Linked DNA regions of Hordeum vulgare: regions 1 and 3 are each linked to region 2. The links are chromatin contacts, called in public Hi-C maps. All regions are on one chromosome and are shown on one strand. Each heading gives the region's core, a stretch centred on a gene start, on an enhancer-like site or on the middle of the called end of the contact. The rest is flanking DNA. Distances are from core to core; before and after follow the strand shown. Region 1 holds the start of LOC123406175 (mediator of RNA polymerase II transcription subunit 15a-like). Region 2 holds the start of LOC123404480 (trihelix transcription factor GTL1-like). Region 3 holds the start of LOC123406176 (embryogenesis-associated protein EMB8).

The links. A called contact is a pair of places that touch in the nucleus more often than the background predicts.
Region 1: a Hi-C map of seedling shows a contact between it and region 2, with 2.3 times the contacts expected there. The contact joins the promoter of LOC123406175 here to the promoter of LOC123404480 in region 2. A contact is called at or near these places in 1 of 6 Hi-C or Micro-C datasets (seedling) and 1 of 1 datasets of contacts at active chromatin or transcription factors (embryo).
Region 3: a Hi-C map of seedling shows a contact between it and region 2, with 4 times the contacts expected there. The contact joins the promoter of LOC123406176 here to the promoter of LOC123404480 in region 2. A contact is called at or near these places in 1 of 6 Hi-C or Micro-C datasets (seedling) and 1 of 1 datasets of contacts at active chromatin or transcription factors (embryo).

The regions. Positions count from the first base shown.
Region 1 is chr6H:401,464,377-401,469,018 of MorexV3_pseudomolecules_assembly, forward strand. LOC123406175 (mediator of RNA polymerase II transcription subunit 15a-like) reads right to left here and starts at 2,299. Exons shown (of 3, transcript XR_006612025.1): 1 at 1,805-2,299; 2 at 514-607. It overlaps LOC123406174 (homeobox-leucine zipper protein HOX24-like), which reads left to right and starts at 4,226. Exons shown (of 2, transcript XM_045099649.1): 1 at 4,226-4,642. The coding sequence starts at 4,306.
Region 2 is chr6H:401,118,775-401,123,162 of MorexV3_pseudomolecules_assembly, forward strand. LOC123404480 (trihelix transcription factor GTL1-like) reads right to left here and starts at 2,584. Exons shown (of 4, transcript XM_045098417.1): 1 at 2,244-2,584; 2 at 1,507-1,945; 3 at 1-785. The coding sequence starts at 1,904.
Region 3 is chr6H:401,508,267-401,512,796 of MorexV3_pseudomolecules_assembly, forward strand. It overlaps LOC123406176 (embryogenesis-associated protein EMB8), which reads right to left and starts at 1,474. Exons shown (of 9, transcript XM_045099652.1): 1 at 967-1,474. The coding sequence starts at 1,392.

The DNA.
Region 1 (4,642 bases), core at 1,049-3,548, 350 kb after region 2:
CAACGGTTGTGTGCAATGAAATATCTGCAGAGATACCATTCTACACGTATAATGCAAAATTCTACTAAATTGGGAGAGGCATTGCTTTCAACGGTTGTGTGCAATAAAATATCTGGCATCTGAGATATAAGGTGGAATGAGTAGGCAGAGCAGCCAGTTCTCAATCATATACACCCTCCATTCCTCTAGCCAAGGCGTAATTTTTGCTTTGATAAGACCAAGGAGGTGTTGCGTCGGTTGATTAGTCATGATTTGTGATCATGTGAGGAATATCACTGTGGGTAGCATATGAGAAACTCTAGTCATGATTTGCACCGGCAGTGGCGACTACAGCGGGGTTTGACCCCTGGGTGTGCCGTCAGGGGGTTCCGTCGGACATTCTTAAACATGATGCTACAGAGGGTGGGGGTTGATTTAATGCATAAGCACACAATCTCAGCGCTTGATGTGATAAAAATAATATCCAAGCGAAAATGATAAAATGTGCAACACTCAGTTTACTACATATGGTACCTTGACCGGGGTTGTTTTGATTTGGAATCACTTGAGCATTTCCAGGAGCCTGCTGTGTCTTCGTCTCCATAGATAACATTTTAAGAGAGATCTTCTGTAAATAATCAGGTTGGGTAATACAAAGGAAAACAATGTAAATTTTATACCAAATTACCAATAGTAGCTTGCAACCAACAGTTCTGGTTGATTAGCAGTTTAGCATGCTCAAGAAGGTGCTTCAACTTTAAATATTTGAATCATAGTTATACATAAAAGGCCATCTAAGTAGCAAAACACACTGCCCCAAATAAGCGATATGAACAGAAAATACAAATCAAAATAGGCCCCAAATAAGCGATATGAATAGAAAATACAAATCAAAATAGTGACAAAAAAGATTAAAAATATACTTGCTCAATTCCATATTCCGCATATAACTTTTTGGGTTATATTCTGGAATGTAGTGTGTGTAAGGGCTCTGAGGCCACTCGGGGCGAAAATACATCTACTGCGATCCAAATTAATTGTCACAACTGCCACAAATAATTTGGATCAGAGGGAGTACGACATTTGGAAACGGTTATGCTCTATTTCTAACCCATAAACCTTGTATGACCTCCATAACTAAAAATAAATAAAATGTGCTCTGCCCCGAGTTGCCACCAAGATAGGTTATATTACCTGGCTGGTCGCTGCAGCATACATCTTCTCTTCGAATCGCACAACGATGATTTGAAGCTTGTTCAGCCCCTCTGGCACCAAAACTGGCAGATGCTTCTTCAGAGATTCCATTTTGCGCGTATGATGCAAAATGTGAATAACTTTGTTGGCATGCATTGCTTTCAACGGCGTGGAGTAAGGTGGAACGAGCGGGAAGAGCAGCCGGTTGAGGTAGATCTCCAATCCCCAATCAATCATATGCTCGCTCCATTCCTATGGGCAAGGCGTAATTTTCGACGTTGCTAAGACCAAGGAGGTGCTGCGGGGATCGATTTGATCATGGCGTGTGATCGTGTGAGGAGTATATATCCACTTGGGGAAGCATGCATGCTGCGTACGAGGAACTCTAGTTTCAGAACAAAATTGTATCCCGACACAGTACTAATTCTAATGTAGCATGGTTTCCCCTAGGAGATCAAAAGCTGTGACATGTGTGTCATGCTACTGAATTGCTGTGCGCAATGAAAAAATTTGCACCTCTTGGTGAGTAAACTTGCGCTAAATTGTTCAGACATAACTCAATGCTAGTTAAATGAAGTACTGTAATTATTAGGCTGGACTGAAAGCAGAGCAGGTGCAGTAGGAAGTTGACCTTTTGCTGCCGCTAAGGAGGATATATGGCTAGATCGAAGCTCTATCGGATGGATCGACGAGGAAATCGACCCGCAAACACGCGGGAAATTCCCTGGGGAGACCGAAAGCAGACGCGGAAGAAGGATCGAATGAATATGGATTAGATGAAGGGGAAAGCAGAGTAGATCGGCGAGAGTCCCTACATACATCTTGTTGACGACCCTGCTGCGCGCCTCGGGCTGGAGCTCGGCGCGCCAGTCGCCTCCGGCGGGCGGAGGGGCGTTCAGGTTAACGCCGCCGCTCCAGCTTGCGTCCATGGTTGGTGGTTCGTGCATGTTGGTCCTTGTCGGATCTCGAAGGGGATGGGGCCGGCGGCGAGCGCGTGGGGCGGGGCGGGGGCGGGGGCGGCACCGAGCGACGTCGGGAGCGGCGGCGAGCGCGCAGGGGCGGGGGCGGCACCGAGCGACGTCGGGAGCGGTTCCAGCATAGGGGAGGGTTACAGTAGCATTTCTCGTTAGCGAGGGGGAGCGGTTTTTGGATCCTTGGCAAAATTAGTTATAGCCCTGCCGGGCAAGGCTAGGTGTTTGGAACTGTTAAAATATTCTAGTTTTCGTGGGCGAGCTACCTTGGGTGGGCTAGGAAATCCTTGCTAGCTCAGGAGAGCCAAATCGGCTCGCTTCGACGGCAAACTTCTCGTGCGAGAAAACCGGTGACTCAATCATGCGAACGGTTTTTTTGTTTGACAAAGGTGGGTAAAGCAAATCAACCAAACTGGTTGACGAGGCAAGGCTGGCAAAATGTAAGCTGGTTAGATGGGCTATCCGATCTATTACCTAGCTACGCAACATAACCAAACGCACCCTAAAGTAGTTGGCGGGCGCGCGGCCACGCGCCGGAGCGCGAGGGCTCCTGGCGGCCGTCCCCCGCGCCGCCGATGCATCGACGGCCGCACCACCCGCACGAGGACCACGCGCGGGACGTAGACCCTCCGCCGCGCCACCGCTCTCCGCCACGTACGCATGCCAAAGCCGCCGCACAACGCGTCGGCGAAGTCGCGCGTGTGAGCGAGCCTCCCACCCTCCCTCCCTCCCTCTTCCAGGCCCAATCGACTTTGACCCGGCCACCATATCTGTCGCCATTAACCATACGTCAAATCCCGCGACAGCTCATCCTTAATCGCTGCTCGTGAGCTATGGAGGACGCGGACGTGTCGGCGCCCAAGCCATCCGAACCGCAGGTCCGGTCTGGCACGCTTATCACACACGGGGTTGCGTTCGTTTTGCTTGCATGTACGGTAATCTCATTAGATGCTCTTACGGTCCCTAGTACGGAGTTAACTGTAGCGAGTTAAGACAGGGTTTGGTTTGGACCTGTAGCTTTGCCTGCAGAAGGCGCCCACAAGGATCGAGCCTCCCGTTACGTACTGTACTGACATAGGTGCGCCCCGATGACTCAACGTATATACTCAGCCTGCCTGGCCGACCGGATCACGAGCGAACGCTTACCAAAACTTGACAACAGGGTTGGATCGACAAAAAAGAAACGTCAGCTAGGTTGTTATTTGCAGATGGGACGTCATTGTTCTTGAGCAAAGGAACACCTTACACGAGCAGCGGTCACTGCGTCCGGGGCGACTCATTCGCCGCTTTGCCCCTTGTACTACCTATATAAGCGGATTAATAGTCCAACTGATCGAGTGTAGGATCCGGCGTTAAGCAACTCTGTCCACAGATAAAACTGGATAACGTCACAAGCACAAGACCTCATTGACAGGAACGATTTTTTTTTCTAGCACAACGCACATGTATGATGAATCGGTCGGCATCTATCAATTGGTCGACGGCGAGCAGCTGGAGGGGCACGTAGCGCAACGCCAATCGAACTGGAGATAAGCTCGTCTAGCTTTAACGATCCAAAGACGAAGAGAAGATGTCCATGGAATGGAACTCTTCTCTCGAGCCGTGAGCGCGTCGCCTGCACAGCGACGCCCTACCCAGACCTAGGGAGCCTAGCCAGCGAGAAGACGGACATCCTCACCTGCCACCTCGGCATCTCTTTCGGGAGAAGCCGTACGACCCCTGGGCCGATTGACGTGGACGCTGTCGACCTAGCTACAGCCTCCAGCGATTGGCCCTCCCTCCCTCCCTCCCTACAACCGTGGCATCCTCCAACATTTCCTTCTTCTTGAACGAACAAAAGTGTGCAAAACGAGAGAGATGATCTCGCACTCCAGCCATGCGCGCACACCACGTGTCCCGCCCGGGCGAGGCCCAAGTCGATCTCGAGACGGATAACCATTCCGTGCATATGCCCGCGGGCCACCGGCCCGTTGCGCGACACCTGGACGGCCCGATAAAGCGACGGCGGGCCTTGATCCGCGCCACGTGTGTGCATCGACCGGGTATAAAACCGGGCCGGCGCACCACGTTCCAAATGTCACAGGTGCACGCGCTAGCTATAGCTTGCTCCAGTGGAGTTCTGTCTGTGACGATTCGATCTCGATCCCGCGACGGCTCCGAAATGGAGAGCGACTGCCAGTTCCTGCTGCCGCCGCCGCCGCGCATGTACGCCGCGGCGGGGGACGACGGCCAGTTCCTTCAGCAGCAGCAGCTGAGCGGCGGCGGCGGCGAGAGGAAGCGGCGGTTCACGGAGGAGCAGGTGCGGTCGCTGGAGAGCACGTTCCACGCGCGGCGCGCCAAGCTGGAGCCCCGGGAGAAGGCGGATCTGGCGCGCGAGCTGGGGCTGCAGCCGCGCCAGGTGGCCATCTGGTTCCAGAACAAGCGCGCCCGGTGGCGCACCAAGCAGCTGGAGCAGGACTTCGCGGAGCTGCGCGCCCATTACGACGCCCTCCACGCCC
Region 2 (4,388 bases), core at 1,334-3,833:
CCATGTCCTGGCAGTGCTCGTCCTTCTCCATCCGCAGCTGGATCAGCGCATGGACCTCCTCCTTGGGCCACCGTGACATGCCCGCGCCGCTCTCTCGCCGGCCGCCCTCCTCCGACGCCGCGACCACCAGCTGGAGCGAGGCGGCCGGCGCGTCGGGATGAGGCGCCGGCATTGGCGTGGGCAGCACGGAGTTCCCGCCGACGCGCTGGAGGAACGCGATCAGGGCGGCGTCGCGGGCGGCCGCGGCGGCTCGCTCCCGGGCGTGCTGCTCTCTTTCGCGGCTTATGCGGGCCAGCTCCTGCCGCCGCCATGCCTCCTCTCGCGCGGTGCGGTCGGCCTCCCACTTCTCGAGCGTCTCCAGGAACAGTCGCTGCGTCGCGTCTTGCTTCTCCGTGATCTGCTTTATCATCCCCTCGAAGAGCGCCATCATGCTCTCGTTGCTCCTGCCGCCGCCGCCCGCCTGGTCTTCCCCTTCGTCTGACCCGTCGTCCGACTCTGACTCCGAGTTGGATGACAAGCTGAGGTCCGGCAGGCCGGCGGCAGGATATGCAGGCGCCATTGCCAACGGCCGAGGATCCGGCAAGATTGTCGTGGCGGTGGCCATTGGGTGGTTGTGCTGCGGGGCCGCGGCGTGAAGCGCTTCGAGCTCCTCGAAGAAGCGGTAGTTCTTGCCGTCCTGACGGCCGGCGCGGCCCTCCTTGGTGCGGCGGTAGTACTTGTCCACGTTCTCGAACTTCTCCTTGCACTTCTTGGCGCTCCTGCAGTAGCCCAGCTCCGCAAGCTTCCTGCAAAATCTTGTTGCTGTCAGAGGCCGTCCACTCGTCTCTTGCTTTCACGTCTCAACCAAAGGGGCGCGGCAACGAAGATGGCATGATGAATGGCGGTAAATCCATATAAAATTGACACAACGTAATCAGTAGTACTAGGACGAGTCAAAACTTATGACATTCTTTATCTTCCTTTCTCTGAGAGAGAGAGAGAGAGACTGAAGATGGAAGGAATTGGAAAGATGATGTCAAGATGATGGCACTGTCAGTGGGAGAGAGATGCAGATTAATTCATCAGAGCATGAGCAGCATCGGGATGGGAGCAAAAGACTTGCTCCCTCCTTCCTTCTTTTTCCCAAAGACCAGAGTGCATCAATGCCTAGAAAAAGTAAGAGCAGAGAAAACAATGCTGCAGCAGCCTGCGTGGCCTGCTCCTGGGCTGAGCAAGCAGCACGCCAGACGCCACACCCCCGTGGCAGTGCCGCACCACTGCTCCCGGGCGCCGAGGTTGTAGCCGACGAGCGACGCAGAAATCGAGGAGCATGCATATGGATAGCATTACGCCAAAACTAGATGGGGAATGGCAGGATAACTGGCCATCATTTGGCGTAGCGCAGGACAGGACAGGCCTGACGGACGGCGACGGCGAATTCTCTGAAACCGTTAAGCCGCATTGCAATGTGGAGAGGGAGAGGAAATTTTTTACCAGCACCACTCACTCACTCACTCACTCACTCACCTGGAGACCTCCTCCCAGACGGGGGCCTTGAGGGCGGCGTTGCGGAAGGCGGCGTCCATCTCCGACCGGATCCTGATGAGCGCCACCGTCTCCTCGCGCGGCCACCGGCTGCCGGACCCTCCCGCCCCCGCGTCCAAGGCGCTCCTGCCGCTCCCGCCGTCGACCGGCATGTCGTCGTCCTCGTGGAAGCTGACGGCGCCAGCGCCGCCGCCGGGGCCAGCGGCTGGCAATTGCTCGAAATTCGTCCCCGCTGGCTGCGCCTGCTGCGTCGGCGACGGCGACGGGATGATGCTGCTGACGGACACGGTAGCGGATGCCGGCTGCGGCAAGAACGGAGCCATCCCCGTAAGCGGCGGCCCGTACGGGTACCCGGCGCCACCCTGCTCGGGATGCTGCATGGCCGCCGCCTCCACCCCCGCACCACCTTCCTTCCAATTCCCTGCCCAAAACAACACACAATTCTGTTTGATCTACCTTACTGGACACTGGAGTGAGTGAGTGCAGGTGGCAAAAAACTCCAGTACACTACTACTACCTACCACAAGTCTTCTCTCCCTCTTCTCCTACACTAGAGGTATATATGTACTCCTACCAGCAAGTACTCTACAAGAGCAATTCAGGGGCTAGATTGGAGAATTCTTGCTTGTGCGCCCATCTCTCCCGGTGTATGCTCCTCCCCCGTCTCTTCCTCTTCTCACACAGATACAATGAGTGTCGCAAGGAAGGACATGACTTACGGCTTCCGAGTTCCGACGGCGGAGACGGGGGGAATTGGGAACGAGCAGGAGAGTGTGTATAGTGGCTAGCGGAGGAAGAAGAGGGACGGTGGTGAAAAAGATGGGGTCATAGACAACTGGAAAGGGCAAAGAGAGAGTGGGAAGGCAGGCAGAGAAAGCCAAGAGCCCTACAAAAGAGAGGGTGTCTTCACTGATATATCTCGGAAAAAAGGAGCAGACGTGTGTGTTATATACTAGGCTGGGTTCAGGTTTCGTAAATGTATCAAGCATATCTTGATCGACCATTTAATGTGTGAAAAGATATGTCCTAGAACAAAAGTCAGTAAATAGAGAATGATTTATATGTATATATCCCAACAGAAAGCGGGAAGTATCCATACAAAATGATTAGATATTTAGGTGTTAGTCATTACTCTCGCACATTAGTATATGTATGTATGTAGGCAGTTTCTTCCGTGTTAATAAAGTTTTTGTTGTTCTCGCAACAAGAAAAGTTCTTTTGTTGTTACACCAAGGAAATGCTATTTTAATATTTGTCCACTAGATTACTCTCGCATATTTGTCCTTCAATGTATAATGGAAATCGGTGCTTCGAGAAGATATGATCGTATCTATAATAACTTCAATAACGTAAGTAGACACAGTTACGGTTTTGCAGGAAGATATCACATCATACATAAAAGATCAATGTTTCATTAATAAGCGTATTTATTGATAACATGTTCTACCTTTGTCTCAAAATTCTTGTCTAAGATTTTTATAGATATGAATAAATCTAATCACGTTTTAGTATTTAGATATATTTATTTTTAAATAAACATAAGATAAGAATTGTTGGACGGAGGAGTATATTCAAGAAGGCAAAGAAATCATTTTTATGCACGGAGAGTAAAGAACTATGCATTGTAAAGCATTAATGTAGGAGTAGAAGATATTGATATAAAAAACATGGAGTTTGATGACACTAAAAAAAAGAACGACCTGATATATTTAGGTGGGATACCCTGCTCTCGGAACTGATATATCATCAAATAGGGGAAGTAATTAGAGAATCATTTATATCTATCTCTCGATAAAAAATAAATCCCTAAACATGATAAGATATTTATGTGTTAGTCATTGCGTAGTGATGGATTACATGTTAAGTGGTGACGAATGTGATATACCTATCTTCTAGTAATAATAGTAAAGAAATTGTTATACCAAGAAAACGCTACTTGTATTATAGTACTTTAATTACTCCCGTGAATAACGTACATAAATGCACCATGAAAACCGATCCTTCTAGATGAAGATATGATACGATCTAAAATAACTCTAATAACATGAATATGTTCATGATTTTGTGCGGATATACCATATCATACATAAAAGATATACTATAACATTAATAAGCGTATTCAATATAAACTTGAATCGTCCTAAAAAATATACACTTGAATCAATAGAAGATATGGAAATAAAAAGGCATTGTGTTATATCTATCTCTCAACAGAAAGCACATCCATATGAAATTATAAGATATTTATGTGTTTATTGTTATGTAGGGTTGGTTTTATTTATTATAAGGGGTAAGAATGAGATATATCTATCTCCAAACAATAATATATATATATTTTGCACTAAGAAAATGTTACTTCTATTCTAGTCCATTAGGTTCCCCATATATTATTCTTGCATATGCACCATGGTAATATATTCTTTTAGAGAAGAAGATACGAATAGATCTACAATAACTTCGATAACATTAATAAATGAAGTTGCTATCTTGCAGGGAGATTTCAGTACATAAACATGTTGTATTTCATATCATAAATAAATGTATTCATTGTTGACACTTGCACGAGTAGAAGATATGGAAATAAAAGCGGTTTGATGATGCTAAGAAAGAGAGTGTCTTATGTAAGTGCATGTAGTGCCCCTCAGGGTTTTGGACGATTAATGACAAAACATCTAAGGGACTAGTGTGTTTGTGAGTATAAACACGTGAATGTCGCGGATGATTTGGTTTAACATGAAAATTGTGGTGACAATGACATCTCTCGGAATGCCTCTTCAAGGAAGAATCAACTCACATAGAGGATTATGAGGCGTAGTGAAGACTTTTGTTTTCTAGTTTCATTTCTCCCTTTTTGTGTCATAGGA
Region 3 (4,530 bases), core at 224-2,723, 390 kb after region 2:
TTTGTTGGCAGCAATTAGTTCTCTTTTTAACGGATTAGTAGCAAAATCCTTGGCTCTTCAGATCTTTCGCTGAGCACTCGGTCGAGTGCTTAATAAAATTGCAAACGTATAATGTCCATGGCATCCTTTTGCTTTTCTTCAGTTGAAAGTTATGCAGGAATATTTTTCCTCATTTAATCTGCCCAACACTTATGGGTTTCAGCTCTAGCCTACTCCAACTTGTTTGGGACTAAAGGCTTTGTTGTTGTTGTTGTTGTTGTTGTTGTTGTAATCCGCCCAACACCTGAATAGTTAATGATGTCATACTAATATGGCCATGATGAATAATGTCACTAGCAGATTAAGAAATAGAACTGGCACAACACATACAGGGAAACTTCGCACGCAGGAAGTAAAAATGAAAAATCCAGCAGAGATTTCCAAGGTGAAGAGTTTTTTCCCTGATTAGATCATTGTGAGGAACAAAGGTCAAACATTTGCAATCATGATATTCATATGTGTTGCATGGTTCATCAGGTATTTGTTGCCTGACCTGTCATCTCTGTAAGTATATATATGCCCACTGCATAAATGTTTAGCCATGGTACTACTTGGAATATCATATGCAGTTGGAATCAAACTATATTTCATTCTGCATGTGCTCCGGTAGACACCCCTATTTCACCTAAGATCTCTTCACCCGACTACATGAATCTATTTACGAATTGAACTTCCGGATGTAAAATCTCAGGAGTGCACTACTCAACGCACAATTAATCCTCCTACACAGAAATGAGAGATCATCCCCGAACTAATCAAAACTGGCATCACATCCTCCCATTTCTACACAGGCAAATTACACACGGTTTTCGACCACAAGGCGAAAGTCAAAATGTCACCGGCAGTGGCATCCATGACGCTAAACAAAATGTCACGCTTTGTTTGTGTCCTCTTTGCAACACTAGGAGAAGGAAAGCGACGCCATACCAGAAGGATTAGCACAGGTGCATCTCCGGGCAACGTGCGGTCGTCGCCGGAGACCCAGTCGAGGGCGACGGCTCCGTCGTCCGGGGTGCGCAGGCACTCGCGCCGGAATGCCACGGCGGGGAGCGAGCGCGTGAAGGCCGCGAAGATGGTCTCGACGTGGCGGTTGGATGCGAAGACGGGGAAGGCGCGGTACGGGCGGCGGAGGCTTTCGAAGCCCGCGAGGAGGCCGCGCCGCGCGCCGGCGATCTCGAGGCTCGAGTGCGGGAGGAGAGGCTGCTCCCCGTCGGCGCAGTCCCGGTCGCGGCTTCGGGAGGAGACGACGGAGGAGGAGAGCGACATGGTGGTTGGTAGGAGTAGGTAGCGGAGGCGAGGGGCGTAGCGGCGGGCGGTGCCGGCGAATGGGGATGGCGCTTGTATCGCGGCCATCAGATTCGCGCCTGCAGTGTGCACTCGGGTTTGGAATACGCCTTCTCGCTTGTCTGGACAGCTAGGAACCCAGGAACCAGTAAGAATTGTGGTTGGCTCGTTGACACGTGGGGAAAAGGAGGATCGAGGAGTTACCTTTTTTTTAATCAAAAAAATAGTCATGGCAGCAGAAAGAACACAAAAATAACATCAAAGATCACCTAGTAGCAAGAGTAAGGCCTTTTGGATCCGACCTTCATGGATGCCGAATTTTTTAAAAAATTCAAAATTAAAACTTTACTGTTTAAAAAAATCCTGAAAAAACTATGCATGTACATAAGAATGTAATGTACTCCCTCCGTACCACAATATTTGTTGTTGGAGAGAACTAGTCTAGTTTTCCCTAACAACAAATATTTAGGAACAGAGGGAGTACGTGTGTGTAAAAATTTACAATGAAATACCATGAATTACAACGTGTACGAAAAAGACAAATTTAAGACCTCGGTTGATGAACAGTATCATGTATATCTCCCCTAATAATAAAGCGTGGAGCGCTTCTGCCGTCCGTCGCTGGCGTTTTTACAGAAAAGTCCTTCTGTTCCTTCGAAATCAACCCGCGGTCCTATAGTAAGTGGAAAAAACGTTTCGTTGTTTTTGTAAAAAAGCCCCTGGGCAGAGTCGCTCCCCTCCCATGACCAAGCTCTACCACTCCGGCGCATCTCGCCTGCGCAGCGGATGCTCCCCTTCTCATCCTCCCTCGTCGCCGTCCGTGTGCGTCCTCCGGGCGAAGCCCCCGCACAGATCCGACAACGGCGGGCCCTTTGGTGCGTAGGAGCAGCTCAGATGCGACCATTTCATCAAGTTTTTCTCTGTCGACCCTCTTGCAGATCGCGGCGACGTCCGCTCCGGGCGAAGCCCCCGCACAGATCCGACAACGGCGGGCCCTCTGGTGCGTAGGAGCAGCTCGGATGCGAGCATTCCGTCAAGTTTTTCTGTGTCGACCCTCTTGCAGATCACGGCGACGTCCGGTGTTTCCTACTGAACTTTGGTGGAGAACGACGCGTTCTGGTTCTCGGCATCGAACCAACAGAGAAACAAGTCCTTGCGCCTGTGGAGACCATGGGCAGGTATGCCATCTTCATCGGTCATCAAAAGTGCCTGGTTGTTGATGCCGCCAAGTTCCCATCCGTTCAGGCAGACTGCGTCTACCACACTCTAGATTTTGGTAAATTTGCTTCTATCTGGAAGCACAGCATCAGTGATGGGAAAGACGAGAGGGTGTTTGATGCCATCGATTTCGTCAAGGAGGACAAGCGGTTTGTCCATGTCGGTGCCCGTCCTTTCACCATCATCCAGCTTCTCTCGAGCCACACCATCAATCTCAGCGATTCTAAACTGGCATCAAAACAAAGCTCATAAGGTGCCGACAAATCTAGCTCTGTCTTTTGGGATAGTGATTTCAATAACCGACAATGCTATGTCTTTTGTTTTGCCTTAATTTGTTCCGGACAAAACCAAGTTTGACTCTATGGGGATCGCGGGGATCCGAAGCGATCTGGCTGAGATCGGGGGTAGGGTGAGGTGAATCTCCCAGATCGCGTCGTCGCTGCTGCCGTTCGGGGAGGAGGAGCCGGACAAAGGGGAACCCGTCGCCTCGACGTGGCCGAAGAAGTAGCTTGATTTCCCCCTCTTCATCAGCGAGCGTTATGCAAATGGTAATATGCAGCGCTGATTCAGATAATGGGTAACTTAATTTAGTGGACATTGTGGTCTCAGTTTGAGCGTATTGATTAGTGAAAAAAGTAGATACTGGAGGTAGTGTTAGAACTTTCGTGCAAAGATCTCAATCACGTTCATCCTGAATTAGTTAATATGTGCATCTTTGTGTCCACAAACTCCTTTCTCGACTGGAATAATTCTATGTGGCTGAAATGGTTTACTGATGCTTTGGTAGCTAGCTTTTGATACTTTTTGATTAGTTACTAAATAATGTTATGGCACAATTGATATCACGTAGTCAGCATGAGAAAGATCTCTATTGATGAAATAGAGCTTCACAATTTCTTCAATATATGCAACGGTACACTGTTAATATTTACAGTAGTAGTTGTCAAATTGATATGTATTTTTTACAATGTGTATTTTTCGTCTCTGCAGAAGCGCTCTCTGCTTAAGTCTGACCCAGAATCCCAATCTGCATGTTCCAGGAAGGTGGGCAGCTTCTTGAAAGATGGTATAGAATCCCAATCTGCATGTTCCAGGAAGGTGGGCAGCTTCTTGAAAGATGGTATGGAGGTTCTGGATACCATGTCTGAAGTATCACCAAGAGAAGAAATAGTAGAATCATATCCTATTGGATTTGAAACAATATCTAATTCTGGAGATGAATTGAAGCTAAATCATACTGAAAGTACGTCAACTGATTATTCCACAGAGCGCTCTTCACAGAACTTGTCTGCTCAAAATACTTCAGGTGTTCAGCTGCCAGTTGATAACTCTTACCTGGTAAATGCAGTATGCTCTGTACCTGGTTGTCAGAATGATCTTGCTGTTACTAAGTTATTGGCATAAGATTTGGTATGTGGCAAAAATAAAGTAACATTGTGCTCCGCGCATGTCATGCCAATATACAAAGATCCTGGTTGGATTCGTTTTTAGCTTTCCATTTTCTTGTTAGGGAGTAATTGTAAGGTCTATAATTCTAAGTTCAACCTTTAATTGGCAACTAATAAGTGAACATATGATTGATGATTTATGCGTAGAGAGAAAACTTAGTTCAGTTTTTAAAATAGTAGTTGTACTATTCCTAAATTTTGTTCGAATATCTCGCTATTCTGTTAGACTTGAACTATTCTCAGTTTCCCTTTCACTCGATACTTCAGTGCTAACAAACAATCTTTTCTTTAATTGGCAGCAATTTCCAGTTGGGTGGGCATTGCTCGTTTTCATTTACAATATTTTCCATGGCTTTTGTTGAAACACAATAAATTGTCGTAGACTACAATGATCATATTTGTCTTTTCATTCCTTGGCTAGCTTAAATTTTACCAATCTGGTACATGGTTGGCATAGGAACTAAGATGTGGAGATACACTTAGCTAATGTCAAGCATACTGGAGGAACAAAGAAGTTTATGTCAGTATTTTTTTCTGTTCA